Linked DNA regions of Rattus norvegicus: all the other regions are linked to region 2. Evidence: chromatin contacts called from public Hi-C data. All regions are on one chromosome and are shown on one strand. The core of a region is the stretch at or near the end of the contact, and the rest is flanking DNA. Distances in the headings are between cores, read along the strand shown.

What was found. Hi-C and Micro-C count contacts between places; a contact is called where the count stands out from the background.
Region 1: a Hi-C map of Schwann cells shows a contact between it and region 2, with 4 times the contacts expected there. The contact joins the promoter of Cpsf6 here to the enhancer-like site in region 2. A contact is called at or near these places in 4 of 12 Hi-C or Micro-C datasets (the A7r5 cell line, Schwann cells, frontal cortex and 1 more) and 1 of 1 datasets of contacts at active chromatin or transcription factors (oligodendrocytes).
Region 3: a Hi-C map of Schwann cells shows a contact between it and region 2, with 12 times the contacts expected there. The contact joins the promoter of Yeats4 here to the enhancer-like site in region 2. A contact is called at or near these places in 2 of 12 Hi-C or Micro-C datasets (Schwann cells and frontal cortex).

What each region holds. Positions count from the first base shown.
Region 1 is chr7:54,872,608-54,875,464 of GRCr8, reverse strand. It overlaps Cpsf6 (cleavage and polyadenylation specific factor 6), which reads left to right and starts at 1,467. Exons shown (of 10, transcript NM_001106785.1): 1 at 1,467-1,564. The coding sequence starts at 1,505.
Region 2 is chr7:55,160,592-55,163,342 of GRCr8, reverse strand. It overlaps Cpm (carboxypeptidase M), which reads right to left. Exons shown (of 9, transcript NM_001108098.1): 7 at 2,694-2,751. Among named protein-coding and RNA genes, the nearest start is that of Mdm2, 39 kb to the left of the region's middle. Within about 2 kb of position 1,327, at least 17 of the 93 cell types and tissues checked have an H3K27ac peak or open chromatin away from gene starts, as enhancers often do. A contact at or near this core is called in Schwann cells, where this site is marked.
Region 3 is chr7:54,749,795-54,752,842 of GRCr8, reverse strand. Yeats4 (YEATS domain containing 4) reads left to right here and starts at 1,482. Exons shown (of 7, transcript NM_001127527.2): 1 at 1,482-1,558. The coding sequence starts at 1,508.

The sequences.
Region 1 (2,857 bases), core at 218-2,717, 290 kb after region 2:
TCAGAATGCATTTGACTTCTAATTAAGCAAAATTTGGAGTTTAGGGCTTTTCAACAGTGGTGGTCACCATTAAGTCCTGTTTTCCTGTTTGTACAATGCTCCATAGTGCTGGATTCTCTTCCAGGGTAAGGGTCTGAGTCCCAGCACCCATGTGATGGTTCACAACCCTATCTAATACCATCTTAGTCAACTGATACTCCTTTTTTGGGTCCTCCCAGGTCACTGCACATGTGTAGTACACAGACTATATGCAGGCAAAACACCCCAACATATAAAAAAATTAAAAAATGTTTATTCAGATTAAGAGGTTAGTCTCTGTGACTGCAACTTTTACAAACATAGATGGTTTTTTTGATGATTTCAGACCAGTCTGATCTGGTGGTTTTTTGTTTTTGTTTTCTTAATAAATGTTAACTTATTTGTTTGGCAGGGTTGGGGTGGAGGTAGGAGTAGCTAAACAGAGGTACTGAGTAGATCAGAGGACTATTTTAAGAGGATTTGGCTCCATTCTCTCTATTCTCCTTCAGAGTGCTGGGGGGCACTGAATCAAGCACGCAGGCAGCTGAGTGACCTGTTGAGTTTTTAAATGGAAGGAAAGAAATGGGTGGAACCGTTGGAAATAGAGATCTCTGAATCATCGGTGTTAAAAGGCGTGCACCTTTACAAGTCATGTAAACCCAGTTAAGTAACTTAAGTTCTATGAGACCTTAGTTCTCTCATCTGTAAAACGGGTTGCTTGGACTTCACTCCACCTTTTTAATTTCGCTTGTAGCTCAGCATTCTGAACCCAGGAGTTAGTTGATTTAGGATACATCTACTCTGTTGTATGTGCTCTAAAATGAGGATAGAAGACTGAACGATGCCTGGGGACAACCTACCACAGACATAAAAAAGGTAAAAGCAAAGGCAATGGGGGAGGAAGGAGGAGGAGGGAAGAAGCGAAAAGATGCTTACAACTACATAAAGATAAGAGATGCAAACGTGCAATATGCAAATAATTCAAGGTAACCACAAAATTCAGTTGTCTGAAGAAGCAAAAATAAGACATTGACCAGGGCATCACATTCTGTTTTTAATTGTGTATACATAGCTCCCATCTCTCGAGACCTTGGAAGCAAAAAACGTAGGAAAAAATAAGAATACATACACACACACACACACACACACACACACACACACACGCACACGCACACGCACGCACATATGCAGTTTGAAAAGACATTCTCTGGAAATAAGCGGGTTTCATGGCGTGCGGGATGGCGGGGAAATCACGCCCTTCCCCAGCCGCGGCTCAATCCTGCACACAAAGGAACTAGTTAGCGCCTCAGAACCGCCACGGACCCTCAGCGGAGTCCTCTGTCAGCACCAGCGGGCCGCTGCACCCTCGTCTCCGCCCCTCGGAAGTGACGTAGAGCGCCCCGCCCCCACCGCTAGATCCGCTGCTGCTGCCTCGGCGGGCCGACCTGCAGGAGGCGGCGGCGGCGGCGGCCGAGGCCGAGGGAAGATGGCGGACGGTGTGGACCACATAGACATTTACGCGGATGTGGGGGAAGAGTTCAACCAGGTACGTGAGGGTCCAGGCTCCGCCGCCAACGCGGACGGTGCCGCGGCCTGGACGCTTGGCTGACCAGGGCCGTCGCGGCCCGCGAGCCGGCTTCGCTGCAGACCGTGCGCCCTTGGCGCCTCCGGGCCGCGCCGCCGTGCGCGACGTCCCCTCACCCCTTGTTCTCGCGCGTCGTTTTGCGGGCCGCGGGCTCTGGAGCGCGGGGCCCGGTCGCCGTGCAGCGGCCGCCGCCGCCCGCTCCTTTCTCAGGACGGCTTCACGCCCCATTGTTGGCTAGGTGGCGGGCGCTTCCCGCCGAGCTAGGCCGCGTGTGCGGGGCGGGGAGAACGGGCCGCCGCGCCCCCTCCCCCGCTGCCGGCCTGAGGGGAAGCCCTGGCTGGGCGCGCGCTCGCCGCCTCCATCCCGTCCCTGCCTGCCGCTTCGGGTTCCGATTCCTCCCGCCGCTCCATTTTGTGTCTCTGTCCGCGCACGGTCGCCTCATGGAAGGCCGCGTTCACAGCCCTTTGTATCCCGCGCGCCCGCTCTCCCTGGGCTCCTGCTCGCGTTTGCGACGGATTTCGGTGTGGCGCCAGGTCCTTGCTCACCGGTCCCCTAGGGGATGGCTGCTTAGGTTTGGTTACGTCTGCAACAAGTCATCTGACTTTTGGACCCACCGATCGCGTTTAAAAGTCGGTACGGCGGCCCACCTTGGTAGTCGAGGACTTGCAGAGCCTCCGAGGCCCAGTCCTTGGCCTTTGTGAAAAAAAATATCGCCAAAGACTTGGAAGCGCGGTGGTTGGACAGAACAAAAAGATGGTGGATGCTGGTACCTAGCTTAACTGATCAGAGAGGCTGAAACGGAGACCGGCCGCCACTCGGTAGTGTAGCTGACAAGTCGTTGTGGACGTGACTGTAGTTTGAAAGCGAAGTGTTTGCCCTGTGGGCTCTGCTTCACGGTTTGAAAGGCTGGAGAAAGTGAGACGTGTAACGTTTTCCGGTCTCACCGGCCTCGGATACACAGAACTTGCTAGTTCTGTTGTCTGGTGATGAATATCCTTGAAACGGTTGATTGCCAGAGTTTGTAACCTCTGTTTAGCCTTTTACTCTCCTCATATATTTTTTTAAATTGCATTTCGTATATTCACGTTTTTCAAATTACATCCAACCACATTAACAAATTCCAAGGTTCCGGTGAGAACCTTAGTAAAATGCCATTGGTTTATATTGTGTTTGCCTTCTATTTATGACTAGGGATATAAGACTTAAAAACAGTGGAAACTCTTAAATCCTTACTGCTTTGTTTTTCAAGAATGT
Region 2 (2,751 bases), core at 78-2,577:
ACTTGCCAACCTCAAGACTTCAGTGTTCACAATGCCAGGGATCGAACCTAGGACTTCCCACATCCCGGGGAAATTCCCTCCCCTGACTACACCAGCCACAATTCCAGTTTGTTCCCTCCAGTGACAAATCGGATTATCTGAAGGTGACGTCACTTATGCCTAACGGCATGAATGAAAAAACAAAATAAAACCCAATGGTAACAATCTCCAAATAGCTACACTCAGCCACTGTTTGTCATGAAAGAAAAACGCCAGGAAAACAATAAACAGTGTCCTCTAAAAAAGACAGAGAGGAAAAATGAAGGGTTTCATATTAGCAACAAAGTAGCTTTATCTCAAGTATGAAGTGGCTCCCTGACCTATGTGCCCCCCCTTTCTGGTTCACTTCCTCCCTCAGCTGGCGAGGAGTGGGTTATAAAGGCCATCTTTCCTCTCCATTTTATCTATGGAGGCCAACTCTGCAAACACATCTTCCTGACGTTTTTTCCCCTCTCCTTTTGTCTTTCTCATCCAAGTCTCACTTATATTTGTCCTTACACGTATTCAGGGTGCTGAAGTCAGGCACTGAAAAGAGACCACTAGATCCAAAGGTTCAGAAAGAGCTGCTGTAGCAGGAGAGGGAACGGCCAACATTGGGGGGGAAACACCAGCTAGTAAGCAAAGACGGTGAAACTCTCGTCTCAGTCGGAAGGTGCAACCCTCCCTCGGAGATACACTGAACGCTCCGTGGGAAAAAAATGGAGCGTTTTTTGGTCACCATTCAGAGTGGGAGCCAGGGCAGGCCCCCTGAAGAATTCTCCTTCAAACTTGATGACCACACGGTACCCTGTTCTGGATCTGATTGAAAGATCTCCCTCTTGGCCCAATTGGAATCTGGAGCTCAGTCCCTTCCCAGTTTCTTAGGGCCAGGTGAGGGCGGTGAGCCTTTCCTCAGCCTCTAGGCTCAGATCTGCCTTAGAGTCCAGGGAGGCTGGGGCAGCAGCTGTTGTCATAGCGTGCAGCTTCCCAGAGTTGAGACAAGCTAGCTGGGCCTCGGAATCTAAAGATAGTCTTTCCCAGCCCAAGAGAGTACATCCTGGAACACAGCCATGGATACTACAGAGCCCAAGTTTAGAGTGAACTCCTCTGTGAATCCCACCAGCCCCTCTGGAGCCACAGAACCGGCTGCTGTGTAGCAGGGTGGGTCTTTTACTCTGCCTTTTTATCACACAGAAGTCTAATGCTTTCTTTCAAAAGGACACCGGCCTAACAGCTAGGTGCTAACACCGGCTCCTGTCCTCCAGACCAGACCCTGTGCTGTCCTGGAGGTTTCTCTTTCCCACATAGGGCAGGTCTGAGACTTCCAGAGGAGTCACCATCAGACACACAAGTCTAGCACGTGGTGAACTGTTACCAGTGAATGCCCAGTGTGGCAGAGACCAGGGAATGCCATCACAGGAGTGTTCGCCTTCTCACCTAAAGACAGAAGTCCTCTCTGAAGACGGACAGGGCACTAATGTGGAGGAGAGTTTCTATTAAGTAGTAACACCCACATTGATATTTTGAAATAGTTTCATTTTTTAAGTCAGAAAAATATTCCCACCTTAAGCCACAAGGGGGCAGGATTGGCGTGCTAATAAATCTACCGTTAAATGAGTTTACATCAGATTACAGGGACAGGCAGATGGAAAGATGTTCCTGATACAGCCTAATTAAATGGATATGGCCTAATTAAATTCAATGCACTGATGCTAACAATATTTATGCTATTATGTCTTACTTATTATTACTATTATTTCTTACTTATGCTATTGTTTGCCAGCCCGCACAGCTTCCACATACTCAAACCCAAGTAAACCTGGCATGCAAAACCGGCCCTGATTCAGCGCTTTGAGGATCATCGAGACGGCTACATTAAAAGATGACGAAGAGGGCGGCACGTCCTTGATGACAGTAATGAAGGGTGAACTTCACAAAAGAATTCAGAGTTAACTCACTAAAGGATCAGTATCGGGAGAGCTATGATGGAAAGGTTAAATTAGTCCAGGACTCACAGGGAAAGGCCAGCGGAAACCGAAATGTTAGAATAACAGCCGAGGACCCAGCACAGTGATTACATAAGGGGGAGGGGGAGAGCCGATGATTTGTTTATAAAGTTATGAAGGTGCCAGCAACCACTTGGTTTTCTTTTCAAATTTTCCCATTTGCTTATTTATTGATGTATTTGTTGTCTTGAGGAGGCATCCGTGCTCTATGGCGTAAGAGTTTGGAGGTCAGAGGATAGTTTGCAGGAGTCAGTCTGTCCTTCCACCCTGTGTGCTCCCTGGATGAACTCAGGTCACCGGGTTTGGCGCAGGCGCCTTTACCTGCAGTGCCCTGTAGGGGGCTCCAACTAGGCTTCTAATTGGAGATATTGCAAGAGTACGTCCGGTTTTTCCTGATCTTTTGCCAGATTTACATATCATTCAATACATCAAATTGGAGGCACCCTGGGCTTTTACACCCTCAAATCAAGTGAACACGAATCATCCTCTCTTATGAACAGCTGGGCACAGCGTCTCTCACATGCCATAGATAATACACAGAGACTTCAAAGCCTTCGTCCCGGCATAGAAAACGAGGCCCAGCCGCAAGCCCCCAGAGGTTTGGTCTATGCTCGACCCACAGGTTCTACCCACACCGTGTGAGCTTAGGAGAAGTGAGAGGACACAAACCTAGGTGCACCTGTTTTATGTACTCGATCAAAGAGGCTTTGTTATCATTCCAAAAGAA
Region 3 (3,048 bases), core at 233-2,732, 410 kb after region 2:
CGTGTGTGTGTGTGTGTGTGTGTGTGTGTGTGTGTATGTGTTGTGTATGTGTGTGTGTTGTATGTGTTGTATGTATGTGTGTATGTGTTGTATGTGTTGTGTATGTGTGTGTGCACGTACACACACATAATAAAGTAAAAAACAAAACCTTTTATTAAAGATTAGCAAAAATTGATTGACCATGCTGTCAAATTTGCTTCTCAATCTCTTGATTAGTCTCATTGATTAGTGCTGTGCCCAGCCTTCATCAGGGAAGTTTATTGCAATGAGCAGTGGTTAATACAGAAACTCAAAACTAGCCAAAGTACTGGAAATAGGAGATGCTGGTGTGCTTAACACTATATGGGACAGTTGTATCCTTCCAAGGTTGGGGAGTATTTCAGTAAAGGGGATATAAAGAGCCAAATAGTGGGAGACATGCAGCAAAACGACACCTTCTGGCCATGACAAGACCATTGCACTCCTGAACTTACTGGAGCTGCAGGTATCTTCATAAGACCTAAGAATGGCATGTTAATATTTCATCATGGATAGGGGAAAGGGGCCCATGGGTTTCACCCTTTCCCGAGGTACTATTGACAATTCATGACTGTTTGGGAAAGAGATGCCGTTTTGTTTAGGAGCCACTGAACTTCTCTTGCTCCAGTAAAGAATCCAATATCCATGGTAGGACAGGAAACACCAATTAAACCCAATAAGTCACAAATTAAGAGGACATGAAAGTAGGAGGGAGGCTTGTTGGAAATAAGGGTTCCAACTGGGGATGGGGATGAAAGAGAAGAATGGTGAATGAAGATAAGGACAAGATCCCTCTTAGATATGGTTTAGGTTTTTACTGTAGATATGAGGGAGAAAACAGCCCGAGGAGAAAACAGCCCAAGGTATCTGGAAGAGTCAGACTGAACATGGCCAGCAAAATAGATTGAGCCATGAGGAGGGGAAGGGGACAGCAGTCTTTTCTCTAGTTCCATCATATTGGCCTTGGGAATCGAACTCATGTCAACAGTATTAGCAGCCCCACACCCAGTTATCTGAAGCTTTGATTCGAGTCTATAATCTTGAAGTGCGTAGGATTATCTCAACCCTAAAGTTACAAAAGTTCACTATTTTGGTGCTGGGTGCTCCCCTATCCTTAACTTCTGGAATTCTTCCTAAAACTATTCCCATCTCCCCATTCGGTCGGTTCTCTCTACAACTGCTCAACTAGCTCTCGCCCGGAAGGCAGCAGCCTCGCGCGTGCGCCGTAGCTGCCCAAAACCGTTGCGCATGCGCCGCCCCCATCCCCGCTTCCGCTCCGCTCGCCCACCGCGGGGCTGAATGGCCGACCCCGACGCGGAGGGTGTGGAGGAGGTGGCTGTTCGGCGCCGCAAGCCCAGGTGACCCGCCCTCCTCCGGCCTGAACCCCTCGGCCCGGGCTTGCGCGGGAGGAGCGGGCCTGTGAGGGGAGCGACGAGGCCGCCGGCCTGAGCTCTTTCCCTGGCGGCCGCGGCTCCTTCCCTGGGACAATATGTTCAAGAGAATGGCGGAATTTGGGCCTGACTCCGGCGGGAGAGTGAAGGTCAGTGCGCAGCCGCGGCGCGCAGAGCGGAAGCTCGGCGCTCATTGGTCCCCGTCACCGCCTCCCGTCCCGCCAAAAACAAAGGTTCCGGGTTGGCTAGGGCGTCCTTACTTGACCAGGTAACTGTGGCTCCTGGGTAGCCTTGTCATTCCTGAAGCCCCGTGCTAGTAAAGTCATCAAAGAGCGCTTAGCATCTTTCGTGTTCAGTGAAGGTTGTCATAGAGTCCCAGTATAATGCTGGACGTTGTGACATCCTGTTCCCTCACATTTAAGCATTGTACATGTATTATTAATAGGGGTGGAGGTCAGAGGACAACTTGCAGAAGTTGGTTGTCTGCTGTCACCATATGGGTGTGTCTTTGGAGTAGTCCCTGCCTCTCCAGCCTGTGTTGCAGGCGTCTTTTCCCAGTGTGCCATCTCTCCAGGTCGCCCCCTTCCACCTTCCTACATCCACTGGTTACTTTTTAAGGCACTGGTTCCTGATGCTCTCCCAGCGCCCCTTTTAACTCCTACTTACAGATCTCACCACAGAAAGGAATTTTTTTCTTAAATCATTTTTACACCAATCTACTTCATTTTTAAAATCTTTGTCAGTGTCATGATTATCTTAATCCTAGTGTCTATACATCCATAGCTGTCTTAACGGTAAACATAAGATGAAAAATCCTCGAAAACCTTAAAGCCCTGATGTGCAATAGGAGAAAGAAATGCCAGGTAAAAGTCCATGTTAGAGTAAGAGGCTTTGTAGAGCTGTGCATTTGACCAAGCTTTTAGGTAAGGTGTCCGGCTGGTGGGAAGTGATTACAGAGCAAAGGGTTAATGTGAAAACTTTTCTCTACTTGCACATGCTAAGTCTAGAAGTTTGCGGTTTTTAGTCTAGGATAATTTGAGAAAGTTAGGCCTGTAATCCTCAAATGAGTTTCCTCCTTGGTAGCTGGGGTGGGGTCGGGGGTGAGGCAAGAACAAGATTGGCCCTTGAGAGACCCAACCTAGGTGGCCTGTGTGCTCCCCTGTCCTCACCTCCTCCTAGGCCATTCTTCAATGAGCTGATCCGAGTACTAACTCATGGTTAGTGCTTCCACAGTCCTGTCTCCTCTCAGTGCCACCAGCTAGGGAGCAGCCCTAAGCCTTTGGGGAGCTACTTCATACCCAAACTGTGCTATACATAGTAGTGATAGCAGTGGGAAATGCTTGCCCTGAAATTTTCTCATAAACTGTCCTTGGGTTTTGTGCTGCACTTTGGTAAACACTGCCATAGGCTAATTTAAAAGCCTTTACCGGCAAGCAGAGCCAGTTAAAATGGCAGCTTGAACTCAGTAGCCTAGCTTTTAGGTTTGTGAAGGCATTTTCTTTTCCTTTCACCAAATACTCGTGCTTTTACATGGTGATTTAGAGTAGAACATTTCAGGCCATCTTTCCAGCCATGGGACAGCTCACTCAGCAGGTAAAAGGCACTTGCCACCAAACCTGATGACCTTGTTCAGGCCTCA